2 separate regions of the Mus musculus genome follow, and region 2 is linked to region 1. A link is a contact called in public HiChIP or PLAC-seq data. All regions are on one chromosome and are shown on one strand. The core of a region is the stretch at or near the end of the contact, and the rest is flanking DNA. Distances in the headings are between cores, read along the strand shown.

Region 1 (7,904 bases), core at 3,082-5,581:
ATGTCTCTAGCATCATCTCTATTGACTCATCTCCCATGTCTCAGTCTTCAGTCCTCACATTTGGCCCTCCAAGACTAACATTAAGCTGCTGGGCTATGGCACGCATTCTTTCCCTTTGACAGTTGAGATACTGAGTGACCTCATTCCGGGTTGTTTCCCTATCTACTCTTTGCCTGTTTCCCATCATGCCTTAAATCTCTGTCTGTGTCCTCTAGACCATCTATGAGCTAGAGGACTCAAAAAACCGATTTGGTCATTTGGCTCAAGTTCAAAGGCCTGGGATCCAAGGAAAACACTTGTATAACTGCAGTTGAAAGTTAAAGGCCTGAGAGTGGGAAGGGAGTTCTGCTGGTCTAAGTCTTGGAGTCCTCAGGCCAAGAGTTAAGAGCTCTGATGTTCTTGCGTAGGAAGTGATAAATGTCTCAGTTCTATTAAAAAAAAAAAACAACTCACTATTGTTCTGTTTGCTGGATCTGGGTAGGATCCTAAAGGATTGATGATGCCCACCCACATTGTTGAGGTTGGATCATTATGCAGCCTACTGATTCAAGTGTTGATCTCATCTAGAGATGTCCTAACAGATATATGAAGGAAAATATTTTATCAGTTACCTAGATACCTTTTAATTCAATCATGTTGAGACAAAATCAACCATAATAGAACTCATCATAATAGATGCCACATTTTTCTATGGATTTAATGTCATTCTTGAATCAACAGTGCTATTTTATGTCACTATCAGAGCACCAGTGGTACTAGACCGTCACTGACAGCTTGCTTGATGGTGCTAAGCATATGTAAATTCCAAGAGGATCAGACCAACAGTGACTCCAGAAATGCTTTATAAAACAAAGTTTAGAATTTATTTGGGGTAATAGAGAACAAAGGCCAAAGCCTTCCCATACTATTCTTGGCCTTACCTTTGAGAGGAATCATGTCAACATTGTATCTGGGCTACAAAATGTACTGAAAATATTGACCGAGTGACTAAGTGACTAAGTAACTGAACATGTGAGGAGTTCCACCATCAGTCCATGCTCAAGATCAAGGCCAAAAGGACTGACTTTCAGGTGGAACCCAAACTTCTTGAAGTTCTTCCTGCCTGATACCAGGCTTGGTCCATTGTTAATAGCCCCACCCATTGGAAGTAGAAAGATGTGAAGACTAGGAGCCACACTTGGCTCCATCATGAGAAAGGATGCCTAATTGCTCATTTTCCTTTGTTGTCAGTCCTTTCTGTTGCTCACCGAGAACACAGCCATCACTATCCACCTTTATCAGCTGCTGTTTTCTTTCACAGAGCAATGTTTCTCCAGGATGGAAGCTGTGGAGGAAGGGTTTTATTGATTTCTAAAGATGCTGCATAAACATCGCCTGTTTTTAAGTTTCTTATGAGTAGATTGGTCTTCAGTATGACCATTTAGTATCCTAGGAAATGATGTGTCTTTAATTAATCATGACAGATGAATTTAAAAGGGACACTAAATCAGGAAAGTGTTGGAAGGGAAAAGAAATATAACTGAATGACGCTCAGTGAGAGAAAAGTTGGAGGAAGAATTTCTGTTGATTTTCAAAAAAGTCTAGGACTTGCTAATTCTGCACAATCCTGATAGTTGCATTGCTAGATGACCAACACATATCAAATACTTAAGGGGTTTTGACATTAATAAGACATGGAAATGGGTGAGGATTTTCATTGGCTTAATTGGCCAAATAATGAAGGGGATAATAGAGGACACGGACATCATATGCACACAGATTTACCATCCTTGCTCCAGGTCATTGATAGATATCTAAGTATCTTCAGGAGACTTTTGTTCCCACTGTATATTCCTTATGAAACCAGAAATTTGCTTCTTTAGCTTGGGAAGCATCATGGAACAATTGAGAGAAAGGTTGATGAACCTGGAGGGGACAGGGACTCCACAGGAAGACCAACAGAGTCAACTAACCTGGACCCTTGGGGGCTCCCAGAGACTGAATCACCATCCAAACAGCATACAAAGGCCGAACCTAGTCCCCACTGCACATATGTAGCAGATGTACAGCTTGATCTTCATTTAGGTCCCCCAACAACTGACCCATGGCCTTACCCTGCCTTTGTTGTCTGCCTGTAGATCCTTTTCCCCTTACTAGTCTGCCTTGTCTGGACTCAGTGGGAGAGGCTGTACCTAGTCCTGCAGTGACCTGAGGTGCTAGGATGGATTGGTACCCAGGGAGGGGCCTTTTCCTTCTCAAAGGCAAAGGGGAGCGGGGGAGGGCCATGTGGAGGAGGGAATGGGAGGAGAGGGGAGCTTCAATTGGGATGAATGAATAAATAAATTAATGGAAAAAGAATATTCTTTCTTTTAATGAGATGAAGGATTTTATCTTTAGAATGAAAAATAGGAGATTCAATACTATGCTCTCAAGACTTCCCTGGGAACTGACATCCTACTTGGCAGAAAGAGACATATACCTGGGTAGCTGCCATCCTGGTTGGCAAGTTAAGACATGAATGTTGGACAAGTCCCATCCTGGTAGTCAAGTTAGGACATGAATATTAGACAAGGCAAGTCCCCTGCCAACTCTCAATACCCCAACCAATGGGAGCAGGATAGGTGTGCAACAAAGACATGCAAAGACATGTTCCTAAGGAAACCCCTGTCTCTAAATCCTGATTGGTAAAATAATTTGGCACAGATATTTGTGGGGTTTGGGCTTAAAAACTCTGTAGAATCTTAACTCAAGATGGTCATGGTTCAGTTCCTGAATCTGGACCATGGTCCTGGTCAACCAGTCTTGGGGTGCATGCTCAATAAACTATCCTTGTCTGACAAAGACTGATGTTTGTGTGGTTTATGAGACAACACCTGGACCCCAACAATAATGAGAAATTATCTAGATCAGGTTGCCCTGAGCAAATAGGGGATTGTCTTAATTAATAATTTTTGATGTAGAAAAACTAGCTCATTTTGGGCAGCACCGTTCCTGAGGCCGGGAGCTTAACAGTCTAAGAGAAGAGAAACATAACTGCGAGAAAGAAAGCAAATAGGCCTGCATGCATCTAATGTCTCAGTTCATTAGCATTTCTCATTCACAATCTAATACACTAAAACCAGCTAGAGACTAGGAGTGTAGCCTGGTGATAATACTTGCCTACCACGCACAAGGTCCTGCGTTCAAACCCTGGCACCACAAGAGTTATTTTTTTAATAGCTTAAACAATCCCTGTTATCAACTATTAGGAATGACAGAAAGAAAAAAAAAAGCAAAATTATTTGAGAAACTTCAGAGAAGTTCTAAATATGGACCAAAGCGCAGTTTGATATATGTTGTTCTTGAAAACTACTGAGGAATTCACACCAATACCCACCATGTTTCTTCCTTTCATTTAATAAATACTCTCACTTTACCTCATATCAACGACATAACCGATCAAATGTAAATATTTATGTTTGCACATATGTGTCTACCTTTATCTTAAAATTCAAAGATCCATTTTCGAGGCAAGGTGTCATTATGTAGGTCAGACGGGCTTTGAACTCTTCATCCTCCAGTCCCAGCTCCCTGAGTGGTGTGATTGTAGGCAAGAGTGAACATGCCTGACTCTAAAACTGTTTCACATGGCTGGTTTTGTAATGCCAAGAGGTTGATAAGAACCTAACTATTTCATCAGATGGGCTGATTAGATAAATATATCATTGCCACTTAATGGAATAACAAAGAAAGACAAAAATCTTTAAGTCTTCTGTTCACTAGAACTGCTGTTCTCTCACAAATGAATAGCAGTGGCACCCGAATACCGTGTGCAGTATGATGGCAATTTCCCAGTTGTTCTCTTGAATGTGCTTTTTAATAGTGTTTCACACACACACATGCATAACACTCCCGAATGGAAACAAACCAAATTTCAAAACATACTTTTTATACTTATGAGACTTATGAGTGAATTTCCGTTATCTTAATTTTTCTGCAGTTTTTTTTTTTTTTCATGTTGAAATGTAGACTAGAAAACAAAGATAATTGCTTCTTGGAAATGTACCCTCTTACCTCTGGGTGGTCTTGTCCATCCACTCGTCTCCAGCTAAGGCTGAGCCGAGTTCTTTATTACGTCTTGCTATTCCCACCTAGCTTGCACAAAGCATGTTACACATGATTTCCTCCTCTGATTTCAGTAGACAAGTGGTTGAAACCGTGCAGGGGAAGAAGCCACAGGGAGAAGCAGGGCAAAAGCATGGCAGGACTTGAGAGAAAATTCTACTCTGCTTTTAAAGGCTCAAACTGGACTGCCTGCACCACACTCTTTCTATTGTTCAAGCCCATTTGGCCCTCACGTGACTTCTCAGCAATTGGGGTCTGGCATTTGTATAATTGGAACGTGAATGAAAATTCGGTTTCTCCTGCTGTCTCAGATGTTGTTGAAGCCTTCTCTGAGGCCGCCAAATGAACCGTTTGTCCAACTTTAAAAAACCCTCTCTGCTTTCTCAGACTGTGGACTGCTGGCAGCTGGGCTTAGCTCACGTCGCCACTGTCTTTGCAGTCAGTGTTAACTTCATTAACCTGTTGGTGTTGATCCATGACACATTTTATTATCTATTTTTGGATTATGTAATTTTGTAGTAACTAGATACTGCTAGTTAGAGATATCTTAAGATTTATTGCAGTCTTAGTAGTTGCTCCAAATAAAAATGATAAAACAAGGACCTCCTTAAAACAAAACAAAACAAAACAAACAAACAAACAAACAAACAACCCAGACAACACAATTCTATCACCCAGGGAGAGCTGGTTAGTACAGAGACAGCCTATCCGTGCTCTCAGAAACAAAGAGTTAGGGCTGGAAGCAGCCAAATCTGTTCATTCCTTGTCTGATTTAATCTCTGTCTTGCTCATAATTTAAGTGGACAAAAATCTTCAAGTCTCCTGTTTACTAGAACTGCTGTTCTCTAACCTCTGATTTAATCTCTGTCTTTCTCATAATTTAAGTGGGTTGCTCTTTGCACTTTCTCAGAGACCCACGATCTCAGTTTAGAACAGAATAGTACATGCCTTCCACTTGCAACACATGACTGGGCCAGCAGTCAAAGGGAAGCTAGTTCACAGGCAGGCAGGCGCCTTGAAGCAGAATCCGTCTCATCAAGGAATCAAATGGCAAGATGTCACTGAATGGTATTTCCATGGAAGAAAGTACAACTTATATTTGTATAAAATATAATAAATTATATATTTATATACATATATCTATATATTGAGACTGGGTTTCTCTGTGTAGCCCTGGCTGTCCTGGAACTCACTCTGTAGACCAGGCTGGCCTTGAACTCAGAAATCCCCCTACCTCTGCCTCCCAAGTGCTGGGATTAAAGGTGTGCACCACCACTGCCCAGCATAAAACTAATTTTTGAGACTGTACAATAACTAATGCATGCTTGGTTACAGTAATCAAACATTAAGTGCTCAAAGGCCTTTTTAGACATTTAACTTAAAAAGTGGCGATACTCAGTAGATGGGTGCATTTGATTCGGATTTAAGTTACATATATTTAAAATAGTGTGGTATACAAATAAGGTTTTCATTTTAAAAGCTTTACACGAATGTTTAATGGTAGGAATTAAAGGCTGTGTTTTAGTGACACGGATTCCATTTATGATTAAATTAAAATGATTCTACATGAGGAGCATACAAATCTCCAACCAGTTTATTGAAAAAGGAAAACTTATGCAAATGAGCACTTCATTTCCAATGTTGATCATCTGACTCTGTCAGGTGCAATGTTGGGGTTCCTGGGAGCCAAACATGCTGGCTAAAGTTCCTTTGCTGGTAAAGTTTTATTTAATGCATAAAATTTGTGTTAGAATTGGCCTTCAACATGATTTCAAAACTGTTGATCAAGTCCTGTGGGTCGTTGACACTATTACCTTCACGTTGTGGTCCACTTCAGCTGGTGAATGACAATATATGCTCTTTCTCATTGTGGTGAGTTCTCAATGGTGCAAGTCTTAAAATAATGTAGGAACGGGTTTATCAAGGTCTCCGAACTTACGTGGCACGCTTCTATTTTACAAAAGTGATTTGGGGATATTAAAGCCCTGTTAATAACTTATTATCTGCAAGCCTCTTATTTTATGACCTTGAGTTTAAATAACCACGAGAGATGAAGCAATACCAACCTTTTGAATCCAGGTAAGTATGTAGCTCAGGATTTTAAAAGATTTTGTCTTTTAGCATATGTCCTTCCTTTGTTTTGTTTCAAGTCATAGTCCCCAGTCCATGCTGGGAAGGAACTTGCTACATGCTTAGGCTAACCTTCTGATCCCCTAGTCTGCACCTCCAGGGTGAAGAGTTAATAGGGCCTGTGCCATCTTGCCTGGTGTATGCCATGCTGGGGAATCAATCGCAAGGCTTGGTGCATGCTCAGCGAACACTCTACTAACCGAGCCACTTTCCCAGCCTGCACACATCTTGTAATAGTCACAGTAAGATGATGGCAACCTTTATCTGTTATGAAAGCTACTTAATCTCAGTCCCAGAGGGCTTCATAACATGAGAGCCACCATAGATCCTCCAAAGTGACATTGATCCTAAAAGGATCTTGACTTCCATTGCTTAATATACTTGCTAATAGCTTTTTAATGGCTAAGCACTAACAGCTAGGTTAGAATGTCCCCTGCTTGGCTTCCCTGTATGTTTCCCTGCTTGAAATCCTCCCTTTCCATCCTGGGTTAGGTTCTCTCCAAGCCCCTCCCATGACTCTCAGAGGTCTGCTTTTACTGGCTCTCCCTTCTCTTTTCTTCTTCTTCTTCTTCTTCTTCTTCTTCTTCTTCTTCTTCTTCTTCTTCTTCTTCTTCTTCTTCTTCTTCTCCTTCTCCTTCTCCTTCTCCTTCTCCTTCTCCTTCTCCTTCTCCTTCTCCTTCTCCTTCTCCTTCTCCTTCTCCTTCTCCTTCTCCTTCTCCTTCTCCTTTCCTTTTCTTTTCTATTCTTTTCTTTCCTTTCTTTCGAGACAGGGTTTCTCTGTATAGCTCTGGCTGTCCTGGAACTCAGGAAGCCAGGCTGGCCTCGAACTCAGAAATCTGCCTGCCTCTGCCTCCCGAGTGCTGGGATTAAAGGCATGTGCCACCACGCCCGGAGGACTCTCCCCTTTCTACCCAAGCCTTACCTGCTGGTGTTTCACAGGACTCCAGCTATTGATCAGTTTTTCTCCTAACCCTACAAACCTCCTTTTACTTTAACCTTAATAATGATAATGACTCTAGTAATTATTTTCAACTCTACACTTCCAGCTAAGGCATTGCAGGTACCAAACCAGATGTAGTATGTGCCTCCGCCCCTTGGCTTTTCTGTCTCCCCAGAGTCCTTCTAATCAGAGTTGTTGCTCCGGCTGCAGACTGGATAACACAAGTTCAACTACAGCTAGTCATTGTCCCCACCTCAACTCTCCACATTCTCAATTATAGTATGATATTGAGATTCTTCTTCTGTCTGGAGTAGCACTCTAGTGTAGCTAGCGTATCAACTTACTGATCTCCCCAGTCTTTATGGAGTCGGATGCAGGCAGGAAAGGGAATCGTGGTAAGCCTTAGCCATCTGGCAGGTGGATCTAAGGTTACATTTTGACACAATTCTGTTTGTTGTCTACAGAGTTCATGCTTGATAACCCTTGCAATCGAGTTAAAGACAAAAGCTTGAGGTTTACTGTTTTGTTTTGGGCTGCATCCGTATCTATCCTGGAGTGCATGCAGCGGCTGGGCCACACAATAGATATGCCAGCCAGGATTTCCTTCTAAAGCCACACCCAGCAAGTAGTTTTCTCTGGGGAAACAGCCTGACACTATGGGAAGGCTTCCCCCTGGCTCTGTGCTGATGTGTGTGATCTGGTGCAAAGCACGACTTCTCTCCAACCGGCTAGTTCAGCTTCCTGGAGCTGG
Region 2 (7,904 bases), core at 3,194-5,693, 290 kb before region 1:
ACTTTTATGATTGCTGTGAACAAATACCCAATGGAAGGTTTTATTCGAGCTTATAGTTCAAGGGAATATCTTCCATAATGTCAGAGAAGACACAGCAGTACATTGGGAAGGCCTTGTGGCAGGAAGTCATCTATCAGAAAGCACTGTGAACAGAGAGCTGACTAGGCTATAAACCCTTAAGGCCACCCCCAGTGACCCATTTCCTTCAGTGCCTCTTCAAATTCTAAAGGTTCCCCAAAGAGCACCACCAACTGGGAGCCAAGTATTCAGATATTTACATTAACACATGGGGAACATTTCGTACTCAAATTGGCAGGGATTTCTTTTACACCTGCCAGTTCCTCACTGCGCTGCGCTCCTTCACTGGATCCTGGCTGGCGCTATGCCCTCTCACGCTCATCCCGTGCTCCCAATTAGGTGACCCCAGATTTGGTCCTCAGCTTCCTTCTTCTCTTCTTTCTCCAATTAGATGCCACTGAACAATTTTGTCTACTTCCTGGGCTTTGGTTCTTGACCATCTGCTGAGATAAGTCTCAAACCTTCACCCCTGCCCTGTTTGTCCTGTACCTCTGTCCAGTCTAACCCTTGAATGGTTTGCTATACTCATCTTGAAGTAGCTGTATCCAAGTATCTTAAATTCTGCTTATTAAAAGCTCCTCCCCCTCCCTTCCTTCTCCCCCCACTCTCTTTCTTTCTTTCTCTCACACATGTATTTTTCTCTTAGTTACTTTTTCTTTTGCTGTAATAAGACACCATGACAAGGCAACTTATAAAAGAAAGCATTTAATTTGGGACTAACAGGTCAGGGCTAGAGTCTATGACTGTCATGTTCGGGAGCATGGCGACAAGCAAGCAGGCATGGCTCTGGAGCAGTAACTGGGACTTACAACTTGGTCCAAAAGCAGGAGGCAGAGAGAGAGCGAGCGGAGAATGAAGTAGACTTTTGAGGTTTGCCTTCCCTAGTGACACATCTCCAACAAGGCCACACCTCCTAATCCTTCCCAAACAGTTCCACCAATCAGTGACCAAGCACTCCAACACAGGAGCCCACAGTGCCATCCTCATTCAAAACACTACACTCTCTTTTTCTTCACCTGTGTTAGTGGTATAAATAAGGCACTTCCAAGCTAGAAACCTGCATTGTCAGGCTATCCATTCTACCTCCGAATTATCTTGTATTCTCTTTCTCCTCCCCACTAAATACTGCCTTATGACTCCAGGTATCAGTTAGGAATCAGAAGTTTCTTTGTTTTTTGAGACATAATGTTGCTGTGTAGCCTAAAGTTCCCTCTTAGGTTTCTGAGCTTCTAGACCCTCTCCCATGTGCTCCCTTTTCCAGGTAAGTTAACTAAAACACACATCTGACTTTGTCACTCACTTCAAAACCTTCCTCTGCCTGAAGATTGACATGTCGCTTTCCCTAGTTATGAGACTGAAGAGGCAAGCCTTAGAGACACCAGACAACTGGAGGAGTTTTTTAGTATGATCCTGTTGTCTTCTTTTTCAGGAAGCAAAGTGTGGAGATTTCAAAGCTGTCATAGTGGAAGTTGCAGGACAAGCCCATTACACAGGGACAGCAAACTTGACAGTGGAAGATGGTGACCCACTAAGGGATGGCTTTCTTCTCAAGTGACTTTTTTTTTTCATAAGTTTTAAAGGTTTTGCTTAGAAAGTAATTACCTTTAAATTGTGTTTTCTCTGTATTATGTGCAAACCAGTATCCAGTTACACTTACAGGCTAATTTTTATACTTTCTAAAAAGTATGTTTAGTATACTGAGTCTAAATGTAAGGTATTATACTTCCTATTTGTCAACCTTTTGAGCATAAATGTCGCTAATGGGGCAAACAGAGTGCCAAGAATCCGGAAACTTTTAAAGCATTAGTATACAAGGCAAAATTAAAGCACAGTTACTTAATCTATGCTATGGAAATGATAATACTTGTAAGTTTTTTTTGATTGCTAGCTTCAGCTATAAACCACACAATAGTAAATGTTGTGAGTTTGTTATTTTAATGTTCCAGTTTGAGTAAAATAAAGGCATCTGTAAGTATCATGCTCATAGAGGTGGGTTATTATAATGTTCTCAACACTTGCCATAAATAATTTTGGAAGGATCAAAAGGAGTCAACTTCTTCTTCTTCTTTTTTTTTTTAAGATTTATTTTATTTTTATGAGTTCACTGTAGCTGTTTTCAGACACACATCAGAAGAGGGCATTGGGTTCCATTATAGCTGGATGTGAGCTACCATGTGGATAATGGGAACTGAACTCAGGACCTCTGGAAGAGTAGACAATGCTCTTAACCATTGGGCCATCTCTCTAGTCGCCCCAGGAGTCAACTTCATTGACAGATATTGTTATAGCTGCTGCTTGGGTATTGATTTTGCTACAAAGCCCTCATTATCTACACCAACTGGTACCCAAGTGCCACAAAGTCACCATGTAATGCTGCAAAGACCAGCTGGTAACCAAATTTTTGCTAGCTCTTTAGATGGAGCTATTTGGCTTGGGTGTGGTAGTTTGCTTATGTGTTTTGTTTTTTGTTTGTTTGGTTGGTTTTTTTTGGTTGATTTTGTTTCCTTTGGTTCATTAACTGGTTCTAAGGATTGATTCTACAGCCTCAAGCTACATTATTGAAATACAGCTGTGAGGTTAAAAATTAATCTATAAACCTTGTGAAACAAATCTCACGCATTTCTGAAGAGGAATGAGGATGCTCTGAGGGGTAAGGACTGGGCTCCAATAGGAATAGAGAAACTGGCAGAGAAGACATCGGTGCAGATAAGGAGATAAGTGAACCAGGATGGTATGAGGTCCCTCTTGCTTGTTTGAACCAAGTCCCTGTCTGTGGGCCTTGTTTGGTAAAGGTCAGCTGATAGTTTCACTACACCTCCTGTCTGAGTTAAGGTTTCCCTGCTGTGAACAGACACCATGACCAAGGCAACTCTTATAAGGAGAGCATTTAATTGGGCCTGGCTTATGTTAGTTCAGAGGTTCAGTCCATTATCATCAAGGTGGGAACATGGCATCATCCAGGCAGGCATGGTGCAGGAGGAGCTGAGAGTTCTACATCTTCATCTGAAGGCCACTAGGATAAAACTAACTTCCAGGCAGCTTAAAGCCAACACCCATAGTGACTCAGTTCCTCCAACAAGGCCACACCTCCAAATAGTGCCATTCCCTGGGCCAAGCATATTCGAACTACCACACCTCCATAACATTCAGTCTCCACAGTACAGCACATAAATGCTGTCCCGTGAAAACCTTACACATCTCCCATTTACCACCTCCCACACCACTTGCATGGAGCCTGGAATTCAGACACTGTCACCTTCAGGGTTAACCTCTTGCCACCACGTTTGCATTCACTGTATCTCTTCTTCCTTCTCCTCCTCTGCTCCCCACCCCCACCCGGACCCCAATAGTCCAATGTGGTTTGGCATAAAAAGTTTTTATCTACTCCTCTAGCAACGATCTCCATTGAATTTCCTATTAAAATAAAACACTCATCTTGTAATGTATTTGTGTTTTCCTAAGACTTAAAGTCTTATGGGGCAGGGTCTTTTATTTGCTGTTTATTTGGGTTGTTGCAGCTGCTGCCATCCAATGGTGGATACAAAAATACTGTCAATCATCCTCGAATGGAACAGCCCCTACCAACAAAGAACACAAACGTGATGATCTAGCCCAGACGCTGTAAGGCTGATTCTGAGAAACCTTTAAATGCACTTAACTAGTTACCATCCAAAGCCCCGGCCCTTGAACAGTAATGACATCTTCCTTCCTAGATCCACATTCCAGTCCTTGAGAACACCTGTTCAGAAACAGGCTTAAGCGGGAAGCCCAACCTCAGGAATGTTCAATGTGAGCAAGGAGTCTACTGAAACAAATTTGTTCCAGCAGTGATTTTCCAAATGTGGCCCTTGGATCATCATCATCCTCACTATCAATATGAATTCTTGGTACTCATCCCAGAGCTACATTGTCTGAAACTGAGATTAGAACCTAGTCGCTTGTAGCATGACTGATTCTGTTGCCCACTCAAAATGCAGAGGTACTAGAATACCCCACCCCTACCATGTTCAAGATCTCCAGGTGTGGACTCTTTTTCCTTTCCTACCTGTGGAGGCCAGAGACGCCCACAGCAGCATCCCCTCCCCACCAGGGCATCTGTGCTGGACAGGAAGGAGCAAGAGCGCCTCAGCTGAATCTGCCATTCGTTTGCGGGGTGGTCTGGCTTTCTCCGGCCTGCCGGGGTGCCAGAGGTGAACCATGCCTTCTCTCAGACTAGCAGACCCGTGGCTTGGTCACCCTCAGGCTGGGAAAGGAGATAAGGTGGGCCGGCTCTCCTGGGGTACACCGCTAGCGTCCCGCCCCGCGTTCCTGCGTAAATAGGCGGTTCCCTCGGCAACGCCTAGAACCCACGTCAAGGTTCCACCAGTCCCGAGTGGTGACCGAGTCCCACCCACTCCCCGCAGCTGCCGTTCTGGTCCGCACAACCTTTCACCCTGCTGCGGGATGAGCAGAGCGGCGGCCTGCGTGGAACCCCATGGAGGAGCAGGCGCGGCCGCCTGGCCGCCCGGCCGCGAGTGCAACCTTGCAGGGTAGCGCGCATCCGGGAGGGGCGGCTTCCACGGCCACTGCAGCCGCGCTGTCGTTCAGCTCCGTAGCCACGGTAACGCTGGGAAACCAAAGCGATGCGGGCAGGCCGGAGGCAGCGGGGTCTCGGGGACCCGCACCGCTGCTATGGCACGGGGCAGCGGTGGCCGCCCAGGCGCTCGTGCTCCTGCTCATCTTCTTGCTGTCTAGCCTGGGCAACTGCGCGGTGATGGGGGTGATCGTGAAGCATCGGCAGCTGCGCACGGTCACAAACGCCTTCATCCTGTCGCTGTCCCTGTCGGACCTGCTCACTGCGCTGCTCTGCCTACCCGCCGCCTTCCTCGATCTATTCGCGCCTCCCGGAGACTCTGGGCCCTGGCGCAGCTTCTGCGCAGCCAGCCGCTTCTTCAGTTCGTGTTTCGGAATCGTATCCACGTTCAGCGTGGCGCTCATCTCGCTGGACCGCTACTGCGCCATCGTGCGGCCGCCGCGGGACAAGCTGGGCCGGCGGCGCGCGCTGCAGCTGCTGGCAGGAGCGTGGTTGGCTGCGCTGGGCTTCTCCCTGCCCTGGGACCTGCTCAGGGCACCCCGGGAGCCCCCCGCTCCGCAGAGCTTCCACCGCTGCCTTTACAGAACCTCCCCAGACCCTGCGCAGCTGGGCGTCGCCTACAGCGTGGGACTGGTGGTGGCTTGCTACTTGCTGCCCTTCCTACTGATGTGTTTCTGCCGCTACCACATCTGCAAGACCGTGCGCCTGTCGGACGTGCGCGTGCGGCCGATGACCACTTACGCGCGCGTGCTGCGCTTCTTCAGCGAGGTGCGCACAGCCACCACCGTGCTCATCATGATTATCTTTGTCATGTGCTGCTGGGGTCCCTACTGCTTCCTGGTGCTGCTGGCCGCGACCCGGCAGGGTCAGGCCACGCAGGCTCCCTCGCTGCTCAATGTGGCGGCTGTTTGGCTGACCTGGGCCAATGGGGCTATCAACCCGGTCATATATGCCATCCGCAACCCCAACATTTCCATGCTCCTAGGACGCAACCGCGAAGAAGGGTACAGGACTAGAAACATGGATGCTTTTTTGCCTAGCCAAGGCCTAGGTTTTCAAGCCAGAAGTCGCAATCGCCTTCGAAATGGCTGTGCCAACAGGCTTGGGGCTTGCAGCAGGATGCCTTCTTCCAACCCAGCTAGTGGGTCAGGAGGGGAAGTGGTCATGTGGGCTCGAAAAAATCCAGTTGTGCTCTTCTTCCGAGAGGGTCCACCGGACTCAGTTATGGAAGTCGGCAAACTGCATAATTCTGAAACCAGGGACAGCAGCATTTAAGAAGGGCAGGGGTGGACAGCTTGTACATTTCCACCCCTCTCATTGAATGATGTGGGAACCCGGGGAGAATCGTTTATTTAAAACTAAACATAAAGCCAAACATTTAAAACTAAAAAGACAGAAATGGGAGGGTTACTACTTCATTCTCAAATTTAAAATGTAAAAGAACATTCCCTTTCTTCAAATGCGGCCAAGGGAATGTGAAATGCAAAAAAAATAAAAACAATCTTAAGCCACACAACCAAGCACTTTAAGGCGTAAGTGCTAAAAAGCAACAAAAAATAAAATTCACCGTTATTGAAGAGCTCGTGTTACAGGAATCACACTGTGAGACAAAAATCATTGAACTGAACTTAACAGTTGTATTCAAATACTGTTTTTTGTTTGTTTGTTTGTTTGCTTGTTTGTTTCTAATGAACTGAGTCCCTTGGATCTGTTTGAAGGCCCCTGTACTTTCACCAGAATTCAGCAGACCTTCAGATTCTAGAGCCTGCATGGCTGACCTGCTTCGGGTGCTCAGAGCAGAAACTTAGGCAGAGCAGAAACGTCATTACGCAGATTGGTGTGCTCTCCCGGAATTTTTGTGCAAGATTTTAAATTTAGAGTTTATTTTAAAAGACTTCTGGATTTTTTAAAGGTCTTTTATTACTAGATATAATTCAGCGGTCCAAAGGGCAAAGAGAACATACTGTAGTTGTTTAAACAGAAGTCTAATATTATACATAAAAACCAATGTTTCTTTTAAGCCCGTTTTAGCCCCCAAATTATCTGTCTTGGAAAATCACAGCTGTGTCCTTCCTAGAAACTGTTCCTGTTTGATAGCTTGTATGGGTGCCACTCCAAATGTTTTCATTAATAATAATAATAATAATAATAATAATAATAATAATAATAATTTTCATACTAGAAAAAAATCTTTCTCTATTGGGGCAACTTTTTTATAGAGCCCAAACTGTAATTTGAAATCAAATTCTTTGAATATAGTGAGTGATGTTAAATATGTATGTAGGCATACATATTACACATATAGTACTGGCTTTCCTATTTAGCCTTTAACTGCCAAATGTGATTCCAAAATGGAATTCTAAAAGTAGTTTGAAAAGTATGACCACGTTCTTGGAATAGCCATAGAACGTCCTAAGAGGACATACGTTCTATTTAGAAGTTTCGGTATGCTTTAGTAGCAGATTGCTGCCTTACAGGTATATTATAGTCATCATTACAAAGATAATTGGTTTTTGGGTTACAAGGTGGGATAAAAGTCCATTGGCACAAGGTTGGAGAGATACCTCAAGCCAACTGAAAATATTTTCAGAAATTTGCAAAAAATCTTTTAATAACTCAGAAGCACAATCTAGAGCTCTGTGTGTGTGAAATGTCTCACACTGAACGTCCCTTGGGACTTGTTGCCCTGCCTGACTCTGCTTCTCTCTTACCCAGTGTTCCATCGCTTTAGCTGAACACGCACTTTAAAAAGTATGAAACTGCATCTGTTATGTGAAGATTTCACTATGTGAACTAGCCAGCATTACATAAATGTCAAGCATTTAAGATGTTCATTCTCCTGTGAGTCTCCATGTGCCGAGTGAATGTACATTGCTTTGTAATCAAAGATGGAAATACATGATTTGTACCTTGACGAGCAAAGATGTTTTGTTTTGTTTTTTTTCTAATTCCCTGGAAGTTTGTAAGTTACCTGGGTATGTTATTGCTACAGTCAATGTAGCACAAAGGTGATGGGGGGGGGGGGGGGGAGAAATCTCTCCTTTCTAAAGCCTATTATAAGGTTACAGGCTTAATGCAACCAGATCTGGGATTTGAGGAGAAACCACAGTCTAGCCATTGTGAAATTTATATAGCACAGAGACTCTTATTTTGTAGAAAGATTATGCGATTAGATGAAGGAGGCAGTAGTGTTACAAAGTGGGGGATCACCTACGAAGAACTGAGGAAAGGAGTCAAACAATAGGCGTGGTGC

What was found. HiChIP or PLAC-seq counts read pairs in DNA pulled down with a chosen protein or histone mark.
Region 2: a contact with region 1 is called in an H3K4me3 HiChIP or PLAC-seq map of stem cell-derived neural progenitor cells, with 20 read pairs. The contact joins the promoter of Gpr135 here to the enhancer-like site in region 1. A contact is called at or near these places in 8 of 39 promoter capture datasets (the C10 cell line, embryonic stem cells, epiblast stem cells and 5 more), 1 of 15 datasets of contacts at CTCF or cohesin (the NIH/3T3 cell line), 14 of 484 Hi-C or Micro-C datasets (the C2C12 cell line, CD8 T cells, the G1E-ER4 cell line and 7 more), 16 of 115 datasets of contacts at active chromatin or transcription factors (SST interneurons, a beta-TC-6 cell line, craniofacial prominence and 11 more) and 3 of 9 other capture datasets (adipose tissue, liver and macrophages).

What each region holds. Positions count from the first base shown.
Region 1 is chr12:71,781,303-71,789,206 of GRCm38.p6, reverse strand. No RefSeq gene overlaps it. Among named protein-coding and RNA genes, the nearest start is that of Daam1, 46 kb to the left of the region's middle. Within about 2 kb of position 4,331, at least 10 of the 459 cell types and tissues checked have an H3K27ac peak or open chromatin away from gene starts, as enhancers often do. A contact at or near this core is called in embryonic forebrain and stem cell-derived neural progenitor cells, where this site is marked.
Region 2 is chr12:72,067,640-72,075,543 of GRCm38.p6, reverse strand. Gpr135 (G protein-coupled receptor 135) reads left to right here and starts at 4,443. Exons shown (of 1, transcript NM_181752.2): 1 at 4,443-7,570. The coding sequence starts at 4,553. The coding sequence ends at 5,926. It overlaps Gm3225 (predicted gene 3225), which reads right to left and starts at 4,370. Exons shown (of 2, transcript NR_168042.1): 1 at 4,124-4,370; 2 at 3,529-3,656. L3hypdh (L-3-hydroxyproline dehydratase (trans-)) reads left to right here. Exons shown (of 5, transcript NM_026038.2): 5 at 1,508-2,116. The coding sequence ends at 1,633.